2 separate regions of the Nomascus leucogenys genome follow, and region 2 is linked to region 1. A link is a contact called in public Hi-C data. All regions are on one chromosome and are shown on one strand. The core of a region is the stretch at or near the end of the contact, and the rest is flanking DNA. Distances in the headings are between cores, read along the strand shown. Region 1 holds the start of SLC35E4 (solute carrier family 35 member E4). Region 2 overlaps OSBP2 (oxysterol-binding protein 2).

Region 1 (6,395 bases), core at 2,278-4,777:
TCATAAAATTATTATTGTTGGCCAGGTGCGGTGGTTCATGCCTGTAATCTGAGCACTTTGGGAGGCTGAGGCAGGGGATCACTTGAGGTCAGGAGTTTGAGACTAGCCGGGCCAACATGGCAAAACCCCATCTCTACTAAAAATACAAAAATTAGCTGTAAATGGTGGTGGTCACCTGTAGTTCCAGCTACTTGGGAAGCTGAGACAGAAGAATTGATTGAATCTGGGAGTTGGAGGTTGCAGTGAGCCAAGATTGTGCCATTGCATTTCAGCTTGGGTGACAGAGTGAGACTCTATCTTAAAAAAAAATATATATATATGTATATATATAAATTATTATTGTTGCCGAGCGAGATGGCTCGTGCCTGTAATCCCAGCACTTTCGGAGGCCGAGGTGGATAGATCACCTGAGGTCAGGAGTTCGAGACCAGCCTGGCCAACATGGTGAAACCCCGTCTCTAGTAAAAATACAAAAATTAGCCAGGCGTGATGGCACACGCCTATGATCCCAGGTACTTGGGAGGCTGAGGCAGGAGAATCACTTGAACCTGGGGTGGGGGGTGCAGAGGTTGCAATGAGCTGAGATTGTGCCACTGCACTCCAGCCTGGGTGACAAGAGCGAAACTCCATCTCAAAAAAAAAAAAAAAAATTATTACTGTTGTTGGTTTTTTCTTTCTTACTATTTTTTAATTAAATTAAAAAAATTTTTTGGTCGGGTGCAGTGGCTCATGCCTGTAATGCCAGCACTTTGGGAGGCCAAGGCGGGCAGATCACAAGGTCAGGAGATCGAGACCATCCTGGCTAACACTGTGAAACCCTGTCTCTTCTAAAAATACAAAAAATTAGCCGGGCGTGGTGGCGTGCGCCTGTAGTCCCAGCTACTCAGGAGGCTGAGGCAGGAGGATGCCGTGAACCCAGGAGGCAGAGCTTGTAGTGAGCCGAGATTGTGCCACTGCACTCCAGCCTGGGCGACAGAGCGAGACTCTGTCTTAAAAAAAAAAATTTTTTTTTTTTGAGACAAGGTCTTTGTCACCCAGGCTGGAGTGCAGTGGTGCAATCTCAGCTCACTGCTGAGCCTCCATCTCCTGGGCTCAAGGGATCCTCCCTCCCAATCCCCTGAATAGCTGGGACTACAGGCAGACACCACCATGCCAAGCTCATGTTTGTTTGTTTTTGAGATGGAGTCTTGCTCTTTCGTCCAGGCTGGAGTGCAGTGGTGCAATTTTGGCTCACTGCAACCTCTGCCTCCCAGGTTCAAGCGGTTCCCCTGCCTCAGCCACCTGAGTAGCTGGGACTACAGGTGCCCACCGCCACACCCAGCTAATTTTTGTATTTTTAGTAGAGACAGGGTTTCACCATGTTGGCCAGGCTGTCTCCAACTCCTGACCTTAAGTGATCCGCCAGCCTCAGCCTCCCAAAGTGCTGGCATTACAGGTGTGAGCCTCTTCGGCCAGCCTCCCGGCTCATTTTTGTATTTTCTGTAGACACGAGGCTTTGCCTTGTTGCCCAAGCTGGTCTCCGACTCCTGAGCTCAAGTGATCCTCATGCCTCAGCCTCCCAATGTGCTGGGATTACAGGCATGAGCCACTGTACCCAGCCTATTGTTTTTTACTAAAGGAAACTTACTAGAAAACTGACGAAATCCAGGCTGGGCATGGTGGTTTACACCTGTAGTCCCAGCACTTTGGGAGGCCAGGGTGGGTGGATCACCAGAGGTCAGGAGTTTGAGACCAGCCTGACTAACATGGTGAAACCCTGTCTCTACTAAAAATACAAAAATTAGCCGGGTTTGGTGGTGCACGCCTGTAATCCCAGCTACTCGGGAGGCTGAGGTAGGAGAATCACATGAACCTGGGAGGCGGAGGTTGCAGTGAGCTGAGATCGTGCCATTGCACTCTAGCCTGGGCAACAAGAGCGAAACTCGGTCTTGGAAAACAAACAAAAAAACATGACAAAATCTCAAAGATAATTATAACCCTTAGGGGTCCCAGATTTCTCATCCTCAGGAAATGGCAAGGGGGTGTGGGAGAGGGGCCGCCCGCTTTGGCTGGCTTAGTTTCCTTTCCACAACCCTTTCTGGAGAAACCCTAAATGCCACCATTTTTTGGTCCTTGGCCTGGCAATTTCCCTATCTGCACCCCCTGCCTTGTCGCTTAGGCTATTCAGCAGAGATCTGCAGGCTCCAGCAGGCGTCGGACTTACAGAGGCAAATGTAACCATGTAACTTCCCAGGCCCACCCGATTCAGTAGGCCTCCTTTGAGGCTGGGGATTTTAAACCCGCGTCCCGTGATTGGGATGGGGATTGAGGGCTATATTCCGCGCCTGGCCACCAGAGGGCGCAGCGGGCTGGGCTCAGCGGTCTCCCTTTGAGATCTTGTGTCTCAAGACAGGTTGCTGTCGTCAAAGATTTGCTGGTTAGACAACAGGCAAGGGGTGAGCCGGGTCCTCTTGGGCAGGAGCCTAGTAGGAAGACCGACAACAGGAAAGAGGCTCACATCTGATACTGGGCACATGGCTGGGTCTTGGTCCTCGTGCTCCTGGACTTCAGAGCTCAGAGGGGCCAGGGCCTGGCCTGGCCTGGAATCTGGATGGACCTCTTCTGCCCTGGGGCGCGCCTTTTACCCAATCCTGAGCTCAGAGAGCGGCTGTCGTTCTGGTGGGAAAACCGAGACCCAGACAGGAACAAGGGCTCAGTGGCAACGCTCTGCCTCCCAGCCCAGGGCTCTGTCTTGCCAGGGCTGAGGCACGGGGTGGACCCCAGGAAGTTCTGCTATGAATCAGCTCCGAGTGCTCAGGGGACGGGACAGAGGCTGCTGACCGGGGAAGGATGCCGGCTGGCGGTACCTACTTCCGCAGTTGTGGGTAGCCCTGCCTAGTGATTCAGCTTCCTTCTGAGGGTCCCCGGGGGCACCGCCCTGGACTGGGAGGCGGGCGAGGATGCTGGGGCTACGGAGGGGCGATGGAGGTGCCTTAAGGGACCCCGTAATCCAGCTCTGCTGGATGCTGAGGTCCCACAAGATAATTGTGGCCAGAGATCAGGTGGGCGTAAGACTGGTCCTAGGATGGGGGCTGTGGGCCCCTCCTCACTACCCTGCTTCTTGAAGATAGCCTGGGCGGCTGTGCGGGATACCCCAGTGTCTCCAGCAATGCGCGTTGATCTCCATGGGGAGCTCGCCTTGGCGCTGGGTAGGGAGAGACCTGGTCCCCCCTGGCGGCGAAGAGAGGCTGACCACGCCAGCTCGCGGGGGGTGCTCTACTGGGCAGATGCGCAGGCCCCGGGCGGAGGAGGGCTGATGGGGGAATGCCAGGCCGATGGGGGAGGGGCTGTGAGCGGGAGGCGTTGGGGCTGGGCGAGACCTCCCTCCCGGGTCTGGGGGCGGGGCCTGGCCTGGGGCGGGGCCTGGCGGGGGTGCTCAGCCCAATTTTCCGTGTAGGGAGCGGGCGGCGGCGGCGGAGGCAGAGGCGGAGGCGGAGCCAAGAGCGCACCGCCGCGCCCGCCGAGCCGGGCCTGAGCTGGAGCCGGGCGTGAGTCGCAGAAGGAGCCGCAGCCGGAGTCACAGCCGCAGCCAGAGCCGCAGCCAAAGCCTCAGAGAGCAGGAGTTGGAGCTCAGGCCCTGCTGGAACCGCGCCTAGCTCGCCGCCAGGCACCGGCCGGAGCACGGGCCGTGGTGTCAGCTCACTGCCCGGGCACTGTGGGAGGCAGCAAGCCCGCGATCCCCCGGGCCGGGCACCACAAGGCGCGGAGCCCGGATCGCCCCCCTGCCAGGCCTCGTCACGGCCAGAGCACGCAGGAGTTCCCAGGGTCTGGATCTGCGCGCACCCTAATGACCTGGGGACTGAAGAGAAAAAAGGAACGAGGATTTCATCTAAAAGCATAACGTGGGCACTAGGCGAGGAGGAGAGTGAAGACCACCTGGCACGGGGCAGAGGTGCCTGGAGCCCACGCTTGAGCATCGGAGACCCTGGCATCCTAGCAGCCGCGACCTTGGCTCTGCCCTGTCTTAGCTGGAAACACAGCTTAGCTCCTAGACATCGCTGGCACAGGCCTGGCACAAGTAAGCAGTGTTCTCACCTGTCTGAAACGGGACACGGGGTCGGAGGAACCAGGATCTAGCCTGGCCCCAAGCGGAACTCTCTGGTGGCCCAGAGGTGGTCACTGGGGAGCCCGCCTCCTGCCCTAGCCCCACTGGTGCGGATGTGCCGCTGCCCGCCGGAGCACCATGATGGCAGGATGACCTCAGCCGAAGTAGCAGCAGCAGCTGGTGGTGCTCGGGCGGCTGGGCCCCCCGAGTGGCCCCCTGGCAGCCCTCAGGCCCTCCGGCAGCCTGGCCGGGCCCGGGTGGCCATGGCAGCACTGGTGTGGCTGCTGGCGGGAGCCAGCATGTCAAGCCTCAACAAATGGATCTTCACAGTGCACGGCTTTGGGCGGCCCCTACTGCTGTCGGCCCTGCACATGCTGGTGGCAGCTCTGGCATGCCACCGGGGGGCACGGCGCCCCATGCCAGGCGGCACTCGCTGCCGAATCCTACTGCTCAGTCTCACCTTCGGCACTTCCATGGCCTGTGGCAACGTGGGCCTAAGGGCTGTGCCCCTGGACCTGGCACAACTGGTCACTACCACCACGCCTCTGTTCACCCTGGCCCTGTCGGCACTGCTGCTGGGCCGCCGCCACCACCCGCTGCAGTTGGCCGCCATGGGCCCGCTCTGCCTGGGGGCCGCCTGCAGCCTGGCTGGAGAGTTCCGGACACCCCCCACCGGCTGTGGCTTCCTGCTCGCAGCCACCTGCCTCCGCGGACTCAAGTCGGTTCAGCAAAGTAAGTGCCTGGGTGGCCAACTGAGAAGGTGGGGGTCTGGGTGGGTGCATGGCCTGGATGGCCCTGTGAGGGGTATGGTTGTTGTCCCATTTTACAGATGAGGAAACTGAGGTTCATGGCTGTGGAGGAAGCAGAACTGAGGCTCAGAGAGGGCCAACAGTTCAGTGAGTTCCAGGCCCCAAACTCAGGCTCTGGAGGCCCAACTCCTGTTTATTTGTTTATTTACTTATTTAGACAGGGTCTGGCTCTGTCGCCCAGGCTGGAGTGCAGTGGTGAGATAGCTCACTACAGCCTCCGCATCCTAGGTTCAAGTGATTCTTCTGCCTCAGCCTCCCAAGTAAGTGGGACTACAGGTGCGCATCACCACGTTAAGCTAATTTTTGTATTTTTAGTAGAGACGGCATTTTACCATGTTGGCCAGGCTTGTCTTGAACCCCTGACCTCCCCAGGTGCTAGGATTTCAGGTGTGAGCCACCGCACCTGGCCAGCTAATTTTTTTTTTTTTTTGTATAGACACAGGGTCTTGCTATGTTGCCCAGGTGGGTCTTGAACTCCTGGCCTCAGCGATCTTCCCACCTCAGCTTCCTGAAGTTCTGGAATTACAAACCAGTATTTAGTGATAGCCAGTGATCTACGCTTTGACTAGCCCTTTATCTCACTGTATTGTTCCCATTTGATAGATGAAGAGGCTTGCCCTGGGCCGCGTGGCCAGTGAGCAGCAGAGGCAAAATCTGAACCCAGATAGTCAGACTCCATGCTTCCAAGAGATGTGGCCTAAGGCTTTGGGCCCAGAGGAAAGCCAGAAAGCATGGGCCAGGGAGAGAAAAGGAGGGTAAAGCCTTGAGCTGGGATTTGGAAGGTCAGGGGTCAGGCCTAAGTCTGGGGAGGGCTGATGTTTACTGGGAGCTACAGTGTGACAGGCTTGGTGCTGAGTGTTGACCTTGAGTTGTCATGGCAACCACCAACTTTATCCCCATTTTACAGATGATGGGACTAAGACCCAGAGAAGTTCATGATTTGACAGGCCGGGCATGGCATCTCATGCCTGTAATCCCAGCACTTTGGGAGGCTCAGGCGGGAGGACTCTTGAGGCCAGGAGTTCGAGACCACCCTGGCCAACATGGTGAAACGCTGTATCTATTAAAAATACAAAAATTGGGGCCAGGCGCAGTGCCTCATGCCTGTAATTCCAGCACTTTGGGAGGCTGAGGTGGGTAGATCACGAGGTCAGGAGTTCAAGAACAGACTAACCAAGATGGTGAAACCTCATCTCTACTAAAAATACAAAAAAATTAACTGGGCGCCATGGCAGGCATCTGTAATCCAGCTACTCGGGAGGCTGAGGCAGAAGAATAGCTTGAACCCGGGCCGCAGAGGTTGCAGTGAGCTGAGATTGCCCCACTGCACTCCAGCCTAGGTGACAGAGTGAGACTCCAACTCAAAAAAAAAAAAAAAAAAAAAAAAATGGGCCAGGCGTGGTGGCTCACAGCTGTAATCCCAGCACTTTGGGAGGCCGAGGCCGGTGGATCACCTGAGGTCAGGAGTTCGAGACCAGCCTAGCTAACATGGGGAAACCCTG
Region 2 (6,395 bases), core at 2,717-5,216, 110 kb after region 1:
CGGGATTTCACCATGTTGGCCAGCTGGTCTTGAACTCCTGGCCTCAGGTGATCCGCCCATCTCGGCCTCCCAAAGTGCTGGGATTATAGGCGTGAGCCACCGCACCCGGTCAAGGGGAGCAGAGTTTTTTAGGATAACTTGGTGGGTGGTGGGGGAACCAGTAAGCCAGGGGTGCTGATTGGTCAGGGATGAAATTATAGGGACTCAAAACTATCTTCTTGTACTGAGTCAGTTCCTAGGTGGGGGCCACAAGATCAGACGAGCCAATTTATCGATGTGGGTGGTGCCAGCTGATCCATCAAGTGCAGGGTTTGCAAAATATCTCAAGCACTGCTCTTAGGAGCAGTTTAGGGAGGGTCAGAATCTTATAGCCTCCAAATGCATGACTCCTAAACCATAATTTCTAATCCTGTGGCTAAGGTTACTCTAGTCCCCAGGCAAGAAGGAGGTCTGCTTCGGGAAAGGGCTGTTTCCATCTTTGTTTAAACTATAAACTACAAATTAAATTTCTCTCAAAGTTAATTCAGCCTATGCCCAGGAATGAACAAAGACAGCTTGGAGGTTAGAAGCAAGATGGAGTCAGTTAAGTTAGATCTCTTTCAGTCATAATTTTGCAAAAGCAGTTTCATTTCTAGTAGAGACAGGGCTTCACCATGTTGGCTCATGACCTCAAGTGATCCGCCCTCCTCGGTCTCCCAAAGTTCTGGGATTGCAGGTGTGAGCCATCGCGCATGGCCCCAACTCTGTGGTTCTAAGACTTAATGGAAAGAGTTTAGCACAGAGTCCGAAGGCTGATCTGTCTTGAGAGACCCTGGGCAGTCGTTCTGCCATTTCGTGGTGTCTGCAAGGCTTTAGACCACACCAGACACTCCCTGCACACGTGGCACCAGTGCAGGCTCCTGTCCCTCTGCCGCTCCCCACAGAGAGCCGTCATGGCCTTAGAGTCCTCCTCAACTAAGCCACGACCAGGCAGTTCCAATAGGCATCATCTCCCAACTTTGACTCCAGGGCCTCTCCCAGCTCTGAAGGTCTAAGATTCTGAGGATTTGCCTGGAGGGTTTCTTTAGTCTGGAGCCATTGAGACTAGGAGCCTCACCCCATTCCTTCTCTTACATCCTACAGAAATCAGGGTGAAATGGCCCACACGTGCCGTGGAACCATCAACCTGTCCACCGCGCACATTGACACGGAGGACTCTTGTGGTATCTTGCTGACCAGTGGGGCCAGGAGCTACCACCTCAAGGCCAGCTCAGAGGTGGACCGGCAGCAGTGGATCACCGCCCTGGAGCTGGCCAAGGCCAAGGCTGTCCGCGTGATGAACACTCATTCAGGTAGTGAGCACTTGGGACAGCGGGTGTGTATATGGTGGTGTCATGAGTCTGGAGGAAGTGGGAATTGCAAGCGGCTGGTGGGCAGTGGTGGCCAAGAGACCCAGGCCAGCCTGGATCAATCTGGAAGGTCAAGGTGCGTGCATGTTCTGTGCATCGTCAGCAGTGAGAGGCTCAGCCATTCTGTCTGGCCAGCAGTTTTTGGTGGGCAGGAGCTGTGTGTGCCTTTCTTTGGGCTAGTCAGGACTTCAGCAGACCCTTCAGATGCTGCAGTGGGTCAGGTCCAGAAGCAGCAGTCAGTCTGTGCCTCAAGCCAGCCTTTTCCCCAGGTTCCCCCGTTGTGGAGAGTGAAACCATTTAGCCAGAGCTGCTGTCTTTGCCTATTAGGGAGGCCAGCTTAGATGTCCTGAGCAAGACATTTTGTTTCTTACTTTAATAAATTTATTTTATTTTTTGAGACAGAGTCTCACCCTGTTGCCCAGGCTGGAGTACAGTGGCATGATCTCGGCTCACTGCAACCTCTGCCTTCCATGTTCAAGCAATTATCCTGCCTTAGCCTCCCGAGTAGCTGGGATTATAGGCACACACCACCATGCCCCGCTAATTTTTGTATTTTTAATACAGACAGGGTTTCATCATGTTGGCCAGGCTGGTCTCAAACTCCTGACCTCAGGTCGTATGCCCACTTCGGCCTCCCGAAGTGCTGGGATTACAGGCGTGAGCCACCGCGCCCGGCCAATAAATTTATTTTTTAAATATGTAATGTTTGGCCGGGCACGGTGGCACATGCCTGTAATCCCAGCACTTGAGAGGCTGAGGCAGGCGGATCACGAGGTCAGGAGTTTGAGACCAGCCTAGCCAACATGGTGAAACCCTGTCTTTACTAAAGATACAAAAAATTAGCTGGGCGTGATGGTGCGTGCCTGTAATCCCAGCTACTCAGGAGGCTGAGGCAGGAGAATCGCTTGAACCTGGGAGGCAGAGGTTGCAGTAAGCCAAGATTGCACCAGGGTGAGACTCTGTCTCAAAAAAAAAAAGTAATGTTTTAACATGACTCATAAACCAACAGCTTCTAAAGCCTACGCAGTGAGGTCTTGTCTTTGACTTCTGGTTCCCAGTCACCCACCCCATTTTCCTACCCAGAGGCAACCAGAGATACTTGTATCTTTACATATATATTCAAATAGGTACTTATTTCAAAATAACTGCATTCACCGCCTTCTTTATTTTCCATTTAGCAATATGTCTTGGAAATTTTCACTGTCAATATGTAAAAAGCCTCCTCCTTGTTCTTATGACAATGTAGCATTTCACTGTATGGGTGGACCATAGTTTATTTAACCTATAGCTGGTTGATGAGCATGTGGGTTGTTTTCCTTATTTTGTTGTGACATACTGTGCTGCCATGAGTAACCTTACCAGTACTTCATTTCATGCACATATGAGTATAAATGAAATTTATGTTCCAGGAAGCCGGCTTGCTGGGTCAATGGGCGCATACATTTGTAATTCTTGAAAGTATCGTCAAACTGCCTTCCACAGGGTTTGTGCCATGGAATGTTAACAGGAGTGTGTGAGGACACACACCTCCCACAGCCCTGCCTGCCCAGAGCTACAGTAAATGTTTCTGATGGTTGAAAAATGTGTCTACACATGCAACTGTGATCCTTCTGAAGTCATTAGTGGAATGGTGTATTCCACAGACCTATGTGTTTGTCTGGGAGGCAGGGCTCCAGGTGAGAAGAGGGCACAGCCCCTGCTCTCCCGGACTATCTTGGAGACTGGGTGGGGAGATGGTGAGTCCTGTGGAAGGAGTTCCGGCATTCAGCAGGATGAGAGCTAGTGATGTTGGTCCTTATGCCCCATCCCTGTCTCCCATGTTGGGGTCTGTCTCCTAGCTCTAGGGTCTCAGTGAGTATTAAAGAGCACTGAAAACCAGTCTGGCTTTCTCTTTCGTCTCACTCATTTGGAGCATGGGTCACCTGCTTGGTAATTGTTCTCCCTGAGGTCAGCACTCATGTAGCTCTCATGTGTCAGCAATGATGCTGAGCTTGATGGGGGTCCCCCAGGTACCACTCCATCACCCAGTGAAGGAGGCAGGTGGGACCACCTCAGACATGGGCTGTGTTGGGACCCCCAGAAGGACCCGTGGCCTCCGTTTGTATGCCTGTGGGAAGCCACTGTGGCAAAAGCTGTGGCTGGTGGCACAGCTGGGCTCAGGGCACTCACACTGGCCAAGTGAGGATGCTCACTAGAGATCTAGCTTTCTCTTCCTGGTTTCGCTTTTCTGAGTATATATAAATGATAAATTGCTTTATTTTTTAGGAACTTCTTGAAAATAATGCAGCAGGTGGCAATCATGGGATTAGTCATCCTGGAACAGTTTTCGTATGACAGCCAATGTGAGGGGTTTTTGCAGTTGGCGGGGTGGGGGGTGGTGAGGGTGGGGAGTGGGGAAGTGCTTGTTAACTCAGCTGGGCAGTGCTAGAGATTGCTAGCCCAGACTTCATCTAGGGGAGACGGGGACCCCTGAGGGAGTAACCTTAGGCTCAGCTTCCTTCATTGTATGAGATGCAGCACATGTGCCAAGACGGCAGCCTTCTGGGCAAGGGCACAGAACAGAGACAAACATCCAGGTACCATTCAAGGTAGGATTCCTCTCCTGTTGGCTTTTTGCAACATGAATGAACCAGGTATGTGAAGGAAAAGCCTTCAGACGGCTACTCTGTGTTTATAGAAAGATTGGGACCACCTCATTATGTCTCGGAAGATAGCCCTTTGATGGCCTTCTGTTAAAGACAAGGTCCTCCTCTCTAAGCTCTCAGGCTGATGTCTGAGAGTTGTGGTTTGTTACTTTTTGCCTGTCTTGGAGTCAGCTTAGGGCAGCCTTGAATGAGAGAAGATGGCCTAATGTCGCTCTCCTTGGGCCTGGGTGATGGTGGCCATCTGGGTCAAGGACACAGATAGCACTTTAGGCAGGCCACTGTGGGTTATCCCGGGGCCTGTTTTATTTTCCTGAACTGAGAACCCTGTCTCATCCTGCTGGAAGCCTACTTCCTACTTCTACTTATCTCTTGAAATCACCTGCTACTCCCCAGCTCTTTTGCCATGCCCTAATCCAAGTACAGTCCCCTCCTACCTGGATGTCTATCAGGAGTTCGAGACCAGCCTGGCCAACATGGTGAAACCCCGTCTCTGCTAAAAATACAAAAATTAGCCGGGTGTGGTGGCGCATGCCTGTAGTCCCAGCTACTTGGGAGGCTGAGGCAGGATAATCGCTTGAACCTGAGAGGCAGAGGTTGCTGTGAGCTGAGATCAGGCGACTGCACTCCAGCCTGGGCAACAGAGTGAAACTCTGTCTCAAAACATACAAACAAACAAACAAACAAAAAATCAACTCTTAGGTGCTATAAACCAATTAGACTTAGCAGACATATACAAAACACTCCACTCAACAACAGCAGATTATAATTTCTTTCTTTTTTTTTTTTTTTTTTTTTTTTTTTGAGACAGAGTCTTGCTCTGTCCCCCAGGCTGGAGTGCAGTGGCGCAATCTCGGCTCAGTGCAAGCTCCGCCTCCCGGGTTCACGCCATTCTCCTGCCTCAGCCTCCTGAGTAGCTGGGACTACAGGCGCCCGCCAACACGCCCGGCTAATTTTTTTTTGTATTTTTAGTAGAGACGGGGTTTCACCGTGTTAGCCAGGATGGTCTCGATCTCCTGACCTCGTGATCCGCCCGCCTCAGCCTCCCAAAGTGCTGGGATTACAGGCTTGAGCCACCGCGCCCGGCCATAATTTCTTTTCAAGTACACATGGAACATTTTTCAGGATAGACCATATGTTAGGCCACAAAACAAGTGTCAATAAATTTAAAAAAAGATTGAGATTATATGAAGTATCTTTTCTGACCACAGTGGAATGAAGGTAGGAATCAATAACAGAGGTAACACTAGAAAATGCAGAAATACATGGAAGTTAAACAACATACTCTTAAACAGCTAGTGGATCAAAGATGAAATCACAAGGGAAATTCGAAAATACATTGAGATAAATGAAAACAAGAACACAATATACCAAAATTTTGGAATGCGCAAAAGCAGTGCCCAGAGAGAAATGTATAGCTCTATCTATTCCTCATTTATGTGGCAGAAAAAAATACAAAAAAAAATTATAGCTCTAAAAGTATATGTTAAAAAAGAAGGAAAATGAATCTCAAATGAAAAACCAAACTTTATACTGGAAGGAAGTAGGTAAAGAACAAACTAAACTCAAAGCTAGCAGAGGGAAGGAAACAATAAAGGTTAAAGTTGGGCTGGGCGTGGTGGCTCACGCCTGTAATCCCAACACTTTGGGAGGCCAAGGTGGGCGGATCACCTGAGGTCAGGAGTTTGAGACCAGCCTGGCCAACATGCTTAAACCCCATTTCTACTAAAAAAATTTAAAAATTAAATTAGCCAGATGTGGTAGCAGACGCCTGTAATCCCAGCCACTCGGGAGGCTGAGGCAGGAGAATCACTTGAACCAGGGAGGCAGAGGTTGCAGCGAGCTGAGATCATGCCACTGCACTCCAGCCTGGGCAACAGAGCGAGACTCTGTCTCAAAAAGAAAAAAAAAAAAGATTAGAGTTAGAGAATAGAAAAACCAATAGAGAGAATGAATGAAAGCAAAAGCTGGTTCTTTGAAAAGACTGACGTAATTGGTAAGCCTTTAGCTAGACTAAGAAAAAAAGAGAAGACTCGAATTACTGAAATCAGAAATGAAAGTGGGAACATTACTAATGACCTTACAGAAATGAAAAGGGTTATAAGAACAGGATGAAAAGGGTTATAATGAACAGTTTATGCCAACAAATTAGATAACCTGGATGCAAATGGACAAACTCTTAGAAACACTCAAATTATAAAAACTGAGTAAAGAAGAAATAAAATATCTTAACAGACCTACAATGAAGAGGTCATTGAATCTGTAATCAAAGATCTTGAAACTAAGGAAAGTCCAAGACCAGATGGCTTAATTGGGTGAATTCTACCAAACATTTAAAGAACTTGCAAGGCTGGGCCTGGTGGGT

The links. A called contact is a pair of places that touch in the nucleus more often than the background predicts.
Region 2: a Hi-C map of a lymphoblastoid cell line shows a contact between it and region 1, with 7 times the contacts expected there. The contact joins the enhancer-like site here to the promoter of SLC35E4 in region 1. A contact is called at or near these places in 4 of 4 Hi-C or Micro-C datasets (a lymphoblastoid cell line and an unstated tissue).

The regions. Positions count from the first base shown.
Region 1 is chr7b:57,885,378-57,891,772 of Asia_NLE_v1, forward strand. SLC35E4 (solute carrier family 35 member E4) reads left to right here and starts at 3,528. Exons shown (of 5, transcript XR_004031003.1): 1 at 3,528-4,816.
Region 2 is chr7b:57,995,550-58,001,944 of Asia_NLE_v1, forward strand. It overlaps OSBP2 (oxysterol-binding protein 2), which reads left to right. Exons shown (of 16, transcript XM_030816115.1): 2 at 1,123-1,331. Among named protein-coding and RNA genes, the nearest start is that of OSBP2, 49 kb to the left of the region's middle. Within about 2 kb of position 3,967, the one cell type or tissue checked has an H3K27ac peak away from gene starts, as active enhancers do. A contact at or near this core is called in a lymphoblastoid cell line, where this site is marked.